Linked DNA regions of Sus scrofa: region 1 is linked to region 2. Evidence: chromatin contacts called from public promoter capture Hi-C data. All regions are on one chromosome and are shown on one strand. The core of a region is the stretch at or near the end of the contact, and the rest is flanking DNA. Distances in the headings are between cores, read along the strand shown.

Evidence for each region. Promoter capture Hi-C pulls out the DNA fragments that hold promoters and counts their contacts.
Region 1: a contact with region 2 is called in a promoter capture Hi-C map of liver, with 6 times the contacts expected there. The contact joins the promoter of ZCWPW2 here to the enhancer-like site in region 2. A contact is called at or near these places in 2 of 5 promoter capture datasets (fetal liver and liver), 5 of 47 Hi-C or Micro-C datasets (embryonic fibroblasts, epiblast stem cells, fetal heart ventricle and 2 more) and 2 of 2 datasets of contacts at active chromatin or transcription factors (alveolar macrophages and skeletal muscle).

Annotation. Positions count from the first base shown.
Region 1 is chr13:14,784,139-14,788,534 of Sscrofa11.1, forward strand. It overlaps ZCWPW2 (zinc finger CW-type PWWP domain protein 2), which reads left to right and starts at 1,326. Exons shown (of 9, transcript XM_021071484.1): 1 at 1,326-1,371. AZI2 (5-azacytidine-induced protein 2) reads right to left here and starts at 1,284. Exons shown (of 8, transcript XM_003358349.5): 1 at 1-1,284.
Region 2 is chr13:14,207,465-14,212,246 of Sscrofa11.1, forward strand. EOMES (eomesodermin homolog) reads right to left here. Exons shown (of 6, transcript XM_005669315.3): 5 at 4,747-4,782; 6 at 2,126-4,011. The coding sequence ends at 3,273. Among named protein-coding and RNA genes, the nearest start is that of EOMES, 6.3 kb to the right of the region's middle. Within about 2 kb of position 1,412, at least 17 of the 83 cell types and tissues checked have an H3K27ac peak or open chromatin away from gene starts, as enhancers often do. A contact at or near this core is called in epiblast stem cells and liver, where this site is marked.

The sequences.
Region 1 (4,396 bases), core at 76-2,575, 580 kb after region 2:
GACAAGAAGAATTTAAATTATGCCTTGAGATCTTGCTCAATCCAATTTACAATTCCAAAAGTAAAAAAGCAAGCGTCTTCTATGTTTAAGAGGCTTGGATCAATTTCAATCCTGGTATGTCACTGTCCTTGATCATCTCAGCAAATCTCCAATACATCCTGGAGCCATGTTTTCATCTGTGTTACAGTTACTGCATTTTCTCTCACATTCCAATATTTGAGTTCCTTGTTTGTAGGGAGGAAGGATTCCTCCTCCCCGGCACGTAGTAGCCACTCAACAAATGATCGAAACCATAGGGAATACATCGGTTAGACAACGGAAAAACAACTACCTGCTGTGAACCCTCGATAATGTACAAGGTGGGTGATTACATTACCCGTCCCAGACACACTTCCCTCTTTCGTTTCCGATTTAAATGGAGTCCCAATGAATGAAGTAAAACTGAAGGCAGCCCAGTACACCAGAGTCCGGAAGGAAAATAAGTACTAGGTAGAACTGAAGACCAAGTGGGGCCTGGCACGGCTCCAGCGCGAGGTGAAGGGGTAGGGGATGCCAGGAGGGCCGCTCCCTAGCCAAAGGTCTGCGAGAAAATGACGTATCTCTTCGGACCGGAATCGGCCTCGGAGATGGTCCCGTCTCTGCCAGTACCCCAGGCCCAGCCAAAGCCAGTCACTCACCGCGAGGCCGGGCTCCTTGGGGCCGCCCTTAGGGCCGCCGAGTTACGATTCCCCAGTGTTTGGAAATGGATCGAAAACAAACCGGGTCGCCAGGGGTCACCGCGGGCTTCCGGTTTCCTCGAAGACACCGCCGCTTCCCCAGCGAAGGCAGCCGCTCCGGGGATGCCGCAGAAGGACTCCCATTTCTCTTGCCTCAGCAGCGCCAACGCCGGCCCGGCAGGCCGGTAGTCTGGGGCCTCGGAAGTTCTGGAAGGAGAGCTAGGCGAGGCCGAGGGCCGAGCGGCCACCAGAGAAGGCCCGTTACCCAGCAACACGCGCGCGCGGGGCTCCGGCCCGCCGGAGCAGGCCAGTCAGAGCCCGCACCCGGCAGGCCGCGAAGGGGGAGCGCGGCTGGACAGCTGAACAGAAGGACGATTGGCTCACGGCCGGAAGAAGGGGTTCCCGTGGTCCGCACCTAGGCGCCGGGAACGCTAGAGCAAACCGGAAGTCAGGCCCGAGGGAGTGGGGAGACAATCTGCGAAGCCCGTACGGGGGGTTGCGGGTGGGGTGAGGAGGGAGAAGGTGGGCGTTGCGTACTTGTCCCGTAAGCCTCCGCGGCGGGGAGGGGCCGCGGCGTACTACGCTTCCCGTGAGCCTCCGCGGTGGGACGGGCGGGGCCGCGGCGACGCGAGAGGCGGGAGCAGAGGCGGAGTGGGTAAGACGTCAACCGCCTGGGTGGCGGCTGGACCGGTGTTTTCTTCTGTGGTGTTTTTTTTTACTGGCGGCCGCTTGGGGGTTCCCAAGTGTTGTGGCGCGTGTTGGCTCCTCTTGGTTGCGCTCTTGCAGGTTCCCAGCGCCTTGGAGGAGGAACTGGGGAACCCATGACACTGAGCGCTTGCTGAGGGGTGGTAAACGCCTGCCTCTGTTTTTTGGGGGGATGGGGTAGTTGTAACTCTAGGCCCCGTAGTTACTTAGCACACCTCTGTTTCTGAAAAAGTGAAATCTGCTGACCTGAGGGCAGAGCTTTGGGATCTGAAAGTTCAACCGGCTGAACCAGTTTCTCCCACCCTTGGTTGTTTCTAGAAGGTGGGCCATCCCGAGTTGTGGAGTCAGGAGTTGAATTCGTTGTTGTCCGTTGTTGTCCTTGGGAGTCGCAGCAGCCGGGTGGAACCCATTAAACTCTGGGCATGTTTCTGGTTAAGAGGATAACCGAGAAAACGCTCATTATAGGGCATTTATCCTTACCAACTGCCGATTAGCAATCAGGTCGCCTCCTCTCCACCCCTTTAGTAATATTTGTAAACTGAGGGTTTAAATAGCGTTGGAGTCGGTATTTGGAAGCGTGTTTTAATTCATCAACTCATCAAAGATGGATTTGGCTATAGGGTTTACTTTAACATAGATTTCTCTTATTGTTAAGCCTCTCTTTTTGCTTTAGATTTAAGTGAAAATTCACAGTTGTTATGAGCAATGATTATAACTTAAAGTTAACCTGACATTTTAAAAATGTTTTATTAGAGGAGTTCCCGTCGTGGCTCAGTGGTTAGCGAATCCGACCAGGAACCATGAGGTTGCAGATCCGATCCCTGGCATTGCTCAGTGGGTTAAGGATCCAGTGTTACTATGAGCTGTGGTGTAGGTTGCAGACGCGGGTCGGATCCCGCGTTGCTGTGATTCTGGCGTAGGCAGGCGGCTGCAGCTCCAATTGGACCCCTAGCCTGGGAACCTCCATATGCCGCGGGAAATGGCAAAAAAGACAAAAAAAAAAAAAATCTTTAAAAATGTTTTATTAGATCCCTGGCCTTGCTCAGTCGGTTAAGGAAAAGGCGTTTTCGGCAGCTACAGCTCAGATTTGACCCCCAGCCTGGGAAATTCTATATGCTGTGGGTGCAGCCCGACAAAAAAGTTTTAAAAATCTGTAATAAAGGAATCATTTAGAAAGATCTGTTAACTCCAGTTTATCAGGCTGGACCTAAGAGCAGGCTTTTTAATAATTTTTACAAAAATCATCCCTTTTCTGTTGCCTGGGTAATGAGCTTTACAAAGGAAAACCAAACCACCAGTCGTGTGTTTTAGGTAGTTGTTGAAGAATGTTAGAAAAATTGGTTAGGCACCCCAAACTATCAAAAGTATAGTAATCTGGTTTCTAATTTGTGTATCTTGAAATGTTTTCTGTTGCTTCATCATTTACAATTTAGAATAATTCGAGACTTGTTAAAAAGAAAGGAAGTTGATTTTGTCCTTTCTGAGTAAATAAGATGACTTAGCTCAGTATTTTAGTTTATCTGATGAGTCTATTTTTAATATACACACCTCCCTATTATAATTATGGAAAAAGTGTTTTGTTTTTGTTTAGAATGCATACGGCTATCAGTTTAGTCAAGGGAAATATCTTTTTTTTTTTTTTTTTTTTTTTGCATGGATGGGTGTGTGTGTGGAAGGGGTAGGCGGAGAGTGGTACTCCCTGCTAGACTATATCAAAATATAATCCAAGTATTCATTAAATTAAGCTGGACATGGTCACTTTCTATCCATTTATGGATCTGCTTTAATTAACTTTAGGAAAGACATTAAAGAAAACCTGGCACAGTTTAGTTATAAGCATATATTATAAGTTTTATTACAATATTGCTGCCAAGAAAAAGACCTCTGATAAGTCAAGTAAAAGACACAGTCTTGGGGCATTTTACAGGAAAAGAAAATGGTTAGATAATCATCATTAAACTAGATAACAGAAAAGAGATTTAGGGATCATTGGATTCTTAACTAATAGCAGCTTAGTTGAGTGGATGGTTTCCCAGAGTATGTCCTAATTCCATTGAAGTTTATTGGAAGCTTGCTTAGGTATCCCCAACCCCTACCCCAGGAATGTTCAGTTCATCCCAGGAGGGAGTTGTGAGTTACAGTCATCCAAAAAAAAAAATTTATACCAGGCCAGGTTTAGGACAATTTTTTTTCATTATTACATCTTCTGTAAGTATAAATGCAGTCTGAAATTTTAAAAACAATTCACACCTTTAAAATATATGTACTTGTTACAAAATGGCCATTTTGGAGTGAGTGCAACACTCTTGACACAAGGCACTTTTTTAGGATGTCCTGTTTACAAGCTGTGGTAAACAAATGATGGATATCACAAGAGATCTTTTTCCCCACCTTTTCCCACCTCCTCCAATCACCAGGGTCCTGATGTTTGCTGTCAAGAGCTGCTGGCAAAGAACAGAGTTGAGGACTGGCTGCACTTTCCTTTTTCACTGGGGTAGGTTGGACTTCAAAACAATATCTAACAAAGAATGAGGGCCCTGGCACAATTCCTAACTGGCTCAGTCTGCTTCTCTTATTTTTAGGCCATCTGAATTTTTAAGACTGCTTCAAATCTTATTTTTGAGGGAAATTTGTAAAGTGAATTTTGGGTTAGGATTTAAATTGTATATTAATTTGATTTGATTAAAATCATACATTCCTAGGCATCATGTTTTCCGTGTCTGCCCTGTGTTCTGTGAGCACTGTGTAGGTGTGGCTCTTACGTGTCACAGAACAGAAGATGTTAAAACCTTTAAGCTGAAATAGCAGGGTCCTTTCTTTCTTTTTTTTTCCTTTTTACAGGCACACCTGTGGCATATTTTGTTCTTAGGCTGGGGGTAGAATTGGAGGATGCTGCTTCTGGCCAGCGCCACAGCTACAGCAACAGGATCTGAGCTGTGTCTGTGACCTACATTGTAGCTTGCGGCAATGCCATG
Region 2 (4,782 bases), core at 162-2,661:
CGTCTTATAAATTGAGTTTGGCTGCACCTTCCCCCGCCCCCATTTCTTTCCAGATTCTTCTTGCCATTCCCAGTGGGTGGCTCCCCCACCCCATCCCCAGGATAGTCACCCAGTGTCCCAGGAATTGTCAGCTTCAGAACCCTGGAGGAGCGAACGCCCGCGGTGTCGGGGCAAGTAGGGGGCGGAGGAAGGTCTTGCGCGGAGTTCGACTTCCTGGAGCTGCGGGTGGAATGCTTTTTGTTTGCCTTCCTTCTAAAAACTCGAACGAACCCCAAAGTGGCGATGTAAAGGACACGCGTGGATGACAACAGTATTTCCAACTCGGAGTCGGGATCCCTTTGGCACTTATTTTCTCTCTTCCGTTGCAGTTTGTTTTTTATCTAATTGCAGATTTTTGTCTGGGGCAAGCACCGAGGCGGGCCAGCAGAGCCTCAAGCCGGTGTCTCCACTCGATACAGAGAACGCCGCCGCCCGCACGGGCGCAAACGCTGGGACCCCGACAGAGAATGTAAACAAACGGGGCGCCGAGCCCTTGATCTTTATTTAAATAGAGGCTTGTTTATCGGTGTCATCCTAGGAGGATTAATTAGATACATCTCTTCACAATTTGGTGTCTGACACTCCATCTTAGGAATGCCTTATCACAAGGTGTTAATTGGGGCCACTCAGCCACTTACGTTTCTATTAAACACTGCGAGGGACTTTTCACAAGTACCAGGTTCTTTTTACTGTACGGTGCAAAAATATACAGGATCGAAATAGACTGGGGCCAGTGTCTGCCTTATCCGGCGGTGATTAGCATTTTCAGTCTTTCTGGAGGGCAGAATAGGAGAACACCGTTTCGAAATTCCATCGCATCTCTCAACAAGCTCGAGTTCCTTGGGGATGGGAAAGGGGGAAGCGCTGATCAAATTACGTGGCTACGATTTCTCCTCCTCCAGTCTGGGTCTTCCGTCCACAGTAAACACCCGTAAACCAAGTTTCAAAGCTTTCATTTCCTGCTCTGGTAAAATTCGGGGCGGCTTGGGCAAAGCGTTTGGAACTGGCGCTGTCGGGGACGCGGGGATAGAGTCCGAGACCCCAAGGTCACCGGCGGCGCGGGAAGGACTCGGACCCGGGAAGGGAGGTGGGAACCGGCAAACCCGCAGAGGCGAATTGCACGCTCCTGGCCGCCTTAATTGGGCGCGGAAGAGGAGGAGGTCCCGGCTGATCGCTCGCCCCACCACCCCCAGCACTAATCCTCTTAGCAGCTGCATTTCCGCGCCACGCAGTTAGAAAAATGACCCTCCTGGCCAGACCTTTACCCTGGGAGGGTGGGGAGGGGGCTGGAAGGACCGCAAGCCGGGCCAGAAGCCGTCTGCCGATAAGCCTGGCGGGGCGTCTGGCAGCGGGACAAAGGGCCCTCCGCCCCGCTCCTGGGTTTAACTCTTCCGCGGGTCCGGAGCTCAGCCAGGGGATGGAGTGGCCTTCGCCCTCCCGGGGACTGAGAGCCAAATAAGCGGCGCTAAACGCGAGGCGATCGGCTGCCTGGTCGCTGTTGGCAGAGCCCAGAAGCCCGCCGCCTCCTCAACGCCCCGGCACGCAGGTGCCCCGGCGGGGTCCAGAGCTCCGAAAGGGAAGCCGCAGGTGGCAGCTAGAGAAGGGGTGAAGGGATAGCTCCCACCGCGCCCCAGGGACCCGGAACTGGTGGGCGCTGGGAGGACTGCGAGGGTTCCCGGGAGCCCACGTGGGTCCGGGGATGGGAAGCCCTAAACAGGTCTAGAAAAAGCCCGGACGCCCAGTGCTGGGGGTGGTGTTCTAGGCTTGCAGCAAGCCTGCTGTGGACAATCTAGTGTCTCGGCGGCAACCCTCCTCCCCCTCCCTAGCCCCAATACCCATTGTCCCGACTTACCAGTGCGGTAAGGAAATAACCCCATTCATCCTTAGAGGAAAAATAAGATAAACAAAAGCTTCCCCACCCCTTCACGACGACTGTGTTCACTTAAGAGATTCTAGAGCTTTGCGGGGGCGGGGTGGGCAGTGGGCTGGTGGGACAGTGTTCATGCTGGAGGAGGGTGGAGGAAGAAACTAAACAAAGATTTTTTTGAAACAAAGATTAAAACCCACGTTACAGAAGACAGCTATGCCTGTTCCCTTAATGAACCACATTTATTAAAAATGACTAGACTGTACATAAAAATCCAAGATCTCTAAAAAGCCTATATAGGAGCTGTGGCGTGGGGTTTCTGTTTCTTCACATTACTGAGTTGGATAGCGGGGGTGGTGAAGGAAGAGGATGAAATGGGAGTTTTCCTTGACACGGGTTCGGTTCAAGTTAGTACAGAGAGGCTGAATACATTCTCAACTAAGAAGTAAACAGAATATTCCCATATGCTGTGGGGAGAGGAGAGAAACTTCCCCTTCTCCCACACCTGTGTTGTCTGGTGATTTGCAAATTCTTTACAAAGCCAAAGCACCAATTTTACATAATAATCTCATAAGCCTACAGTAGACTATTTGTACAATATTTTCCACATTATTCTACAATATATCTAAGCACACAGAACTGTACACTTTAAAATTCTCCCCCTCCCCCACCCCGGCTTTTTTTTTTTTTTTTTTTTTTTTTTTTTTTTGGCCACTCCTTCCCTTGCCCTCTCCTGAGTCCTACAAGCCACCCAGCACACAGCAGAGGCCTGGAATCCCTAACTAGGGCAAACATGGCTTGTTTCAGAAGCCTGGGAAGAATCAAAGTCAGGTAAAACCAGCACCTTCCCCAAGTTCCTCTTGCCCCCAGGCCTAACATCTTTTGTCCCTAGCAAAGAGTTAATAGCAAAAAATCCTTGTGGAAGCTGAAGGCCCACCTTTCTCTTGCAGAAGCAAAACCACCTACCACTTTGGGCTTCTTCCCTTTGCTTAGAGTCACAAATAAAAATGAGAACCAAAGCTTTCAACTTCTCTGATGGCACTCAATCTTCACAGCCCAATTTTCTGAATGTCTAGAGTCTCCAATAAATAAATCCATAACTTTGAATAACCTTCATATTTTAAAACACTTGAAAGTTCTCCATTCAATTTATTAAAAAGGGAAAAAAATGGCTAAGCTTGTTTCAGTTACCTGCAGCAATCGAAACGCTTTGGCACCTTCTTTTAGAGAATTGCACAAAACAGTATGCGTCAAGGTGGAAGGCAAAGGTCTTTTTGGCAACCTAGGCAAAGACGACAACAAAAACACCACCAAGTCCATCTGCAAAATTTTCATTAGCTCATTTTCACGAGGTTAAAAGAACTCTCTAGGGAGTTGTGTAAAAAGCATAATACCCCCCCATGCCTTTCGAGGTGTCTTTACTGTACTCTTCGGCGTTAATGTCCTCACACTTTATGGAGGGGGAGTTTTCATTACTAGAGGTGCTAGGAGACAGCCGCCTTCGCTTACAAGCACTGGTGTATACACCGGAATCATTGGAATCGAGAGACTTGATAGACGGGGGCGTCTCTATCCAAGAAGAGCTCATTTCTTCTTTGACTTTCTCCTTGGAGAGCTGATCTTCAGAGAACACAGGGGGGCTTGTTCTGGAGGTCCATGGGAGTCCAGCCGCCATCTTCCTCTGATAAGAACCTCTGCCTCCCCACCCTGCCATGGCAGGGAAGGTGGGGTCGGGGTAGTACCCCAGGGCATGGGAGGTCTGCAGGGGCAAGGGTTTAATACCATACGGGAGCAAGGTGCTGGAAGTATATTCAGACTCATAGGAACCGATGTCTAGTTTGTTGGTCCCAGGTTGCTGGACAGGCGTGACCAGCCACCGCTGGGGAGGGCTGGCCACCTCTTCGCTCTGTTGGGGTGAAAGGAGGCCGTTGGTCTGTGGCACGGTTCTCTCGCCATTATAATAGCGGGCTTGAGGTAAGGTGTTGACAAAGGGCTCCGGGAAGAAGGACTGAACGCCGTACCGACCTCCGGGGACAATCTGATGGGATCTAGGAGAATCCGTGGGAGATGGAGTTAACCTGTCATTTTCGGAAGCGGTGTACATGCTACAATATAAAGAGAAACACTTAAAAAAAAAAAAAAAAAAAAAAAAAACACCCTAACGTTGACCCCAAACAATCTACCTCCCAGAAATGAAGAAAGTTGGAGGACGGAGCTCTTGGCTGAGCGCTGTGGAGGGATGGGGACAGTGCAGCCCATTTTTGCTGCATTCTTGGCTATTGGGGAAAACTGTGCCGCGCCATAAGAAAAGGTTTCCTCCCGGGCCTTCAGTATTTCAACTATAGGAAATCTACCTCTGCAAGGCCTAGAACTTTGAAGAACTCAGAGCAACTCCCCCTTGTCACTATTAGGAAAGGTGGTGGAGGTAGAAATCTCAGATTTAAAAGGCATTTGCAGGGCCTTGCCTGTTTGATGTTGTGAAAATTACATCCTCTTAGTTTCAGGTTTTTCTCATGTAAAATCAAAAAGAGGGGGAGTAATAATACCTGCTCCTGGGAGAATAAAAAACTTGGATCCAATGGAAAGGAAGGTATATAAATGCAGATTATGAAAATTCCCAATCTCCACTCAAATGTTAAAAAAAAAGTTTAACATTTCTTTAGAAATGAAATGTGGGAACCCTTCTGCAAGATTAGTCAAGGCCAAAAATATGCAAACATAAAAATTGGTAAAAGTCGGCAATCTTGAAAGCCCTTTCTAGAATATGGTCCCCGAAAAAATGTCTGCTTCTAGAGGTCTTGTTCAAAGGCGACCATGCAAGTAAAAACAGGTGCACTTACGAGTCGTAGTTGTCCCTGAAGCCTTTTGCAAAGGGG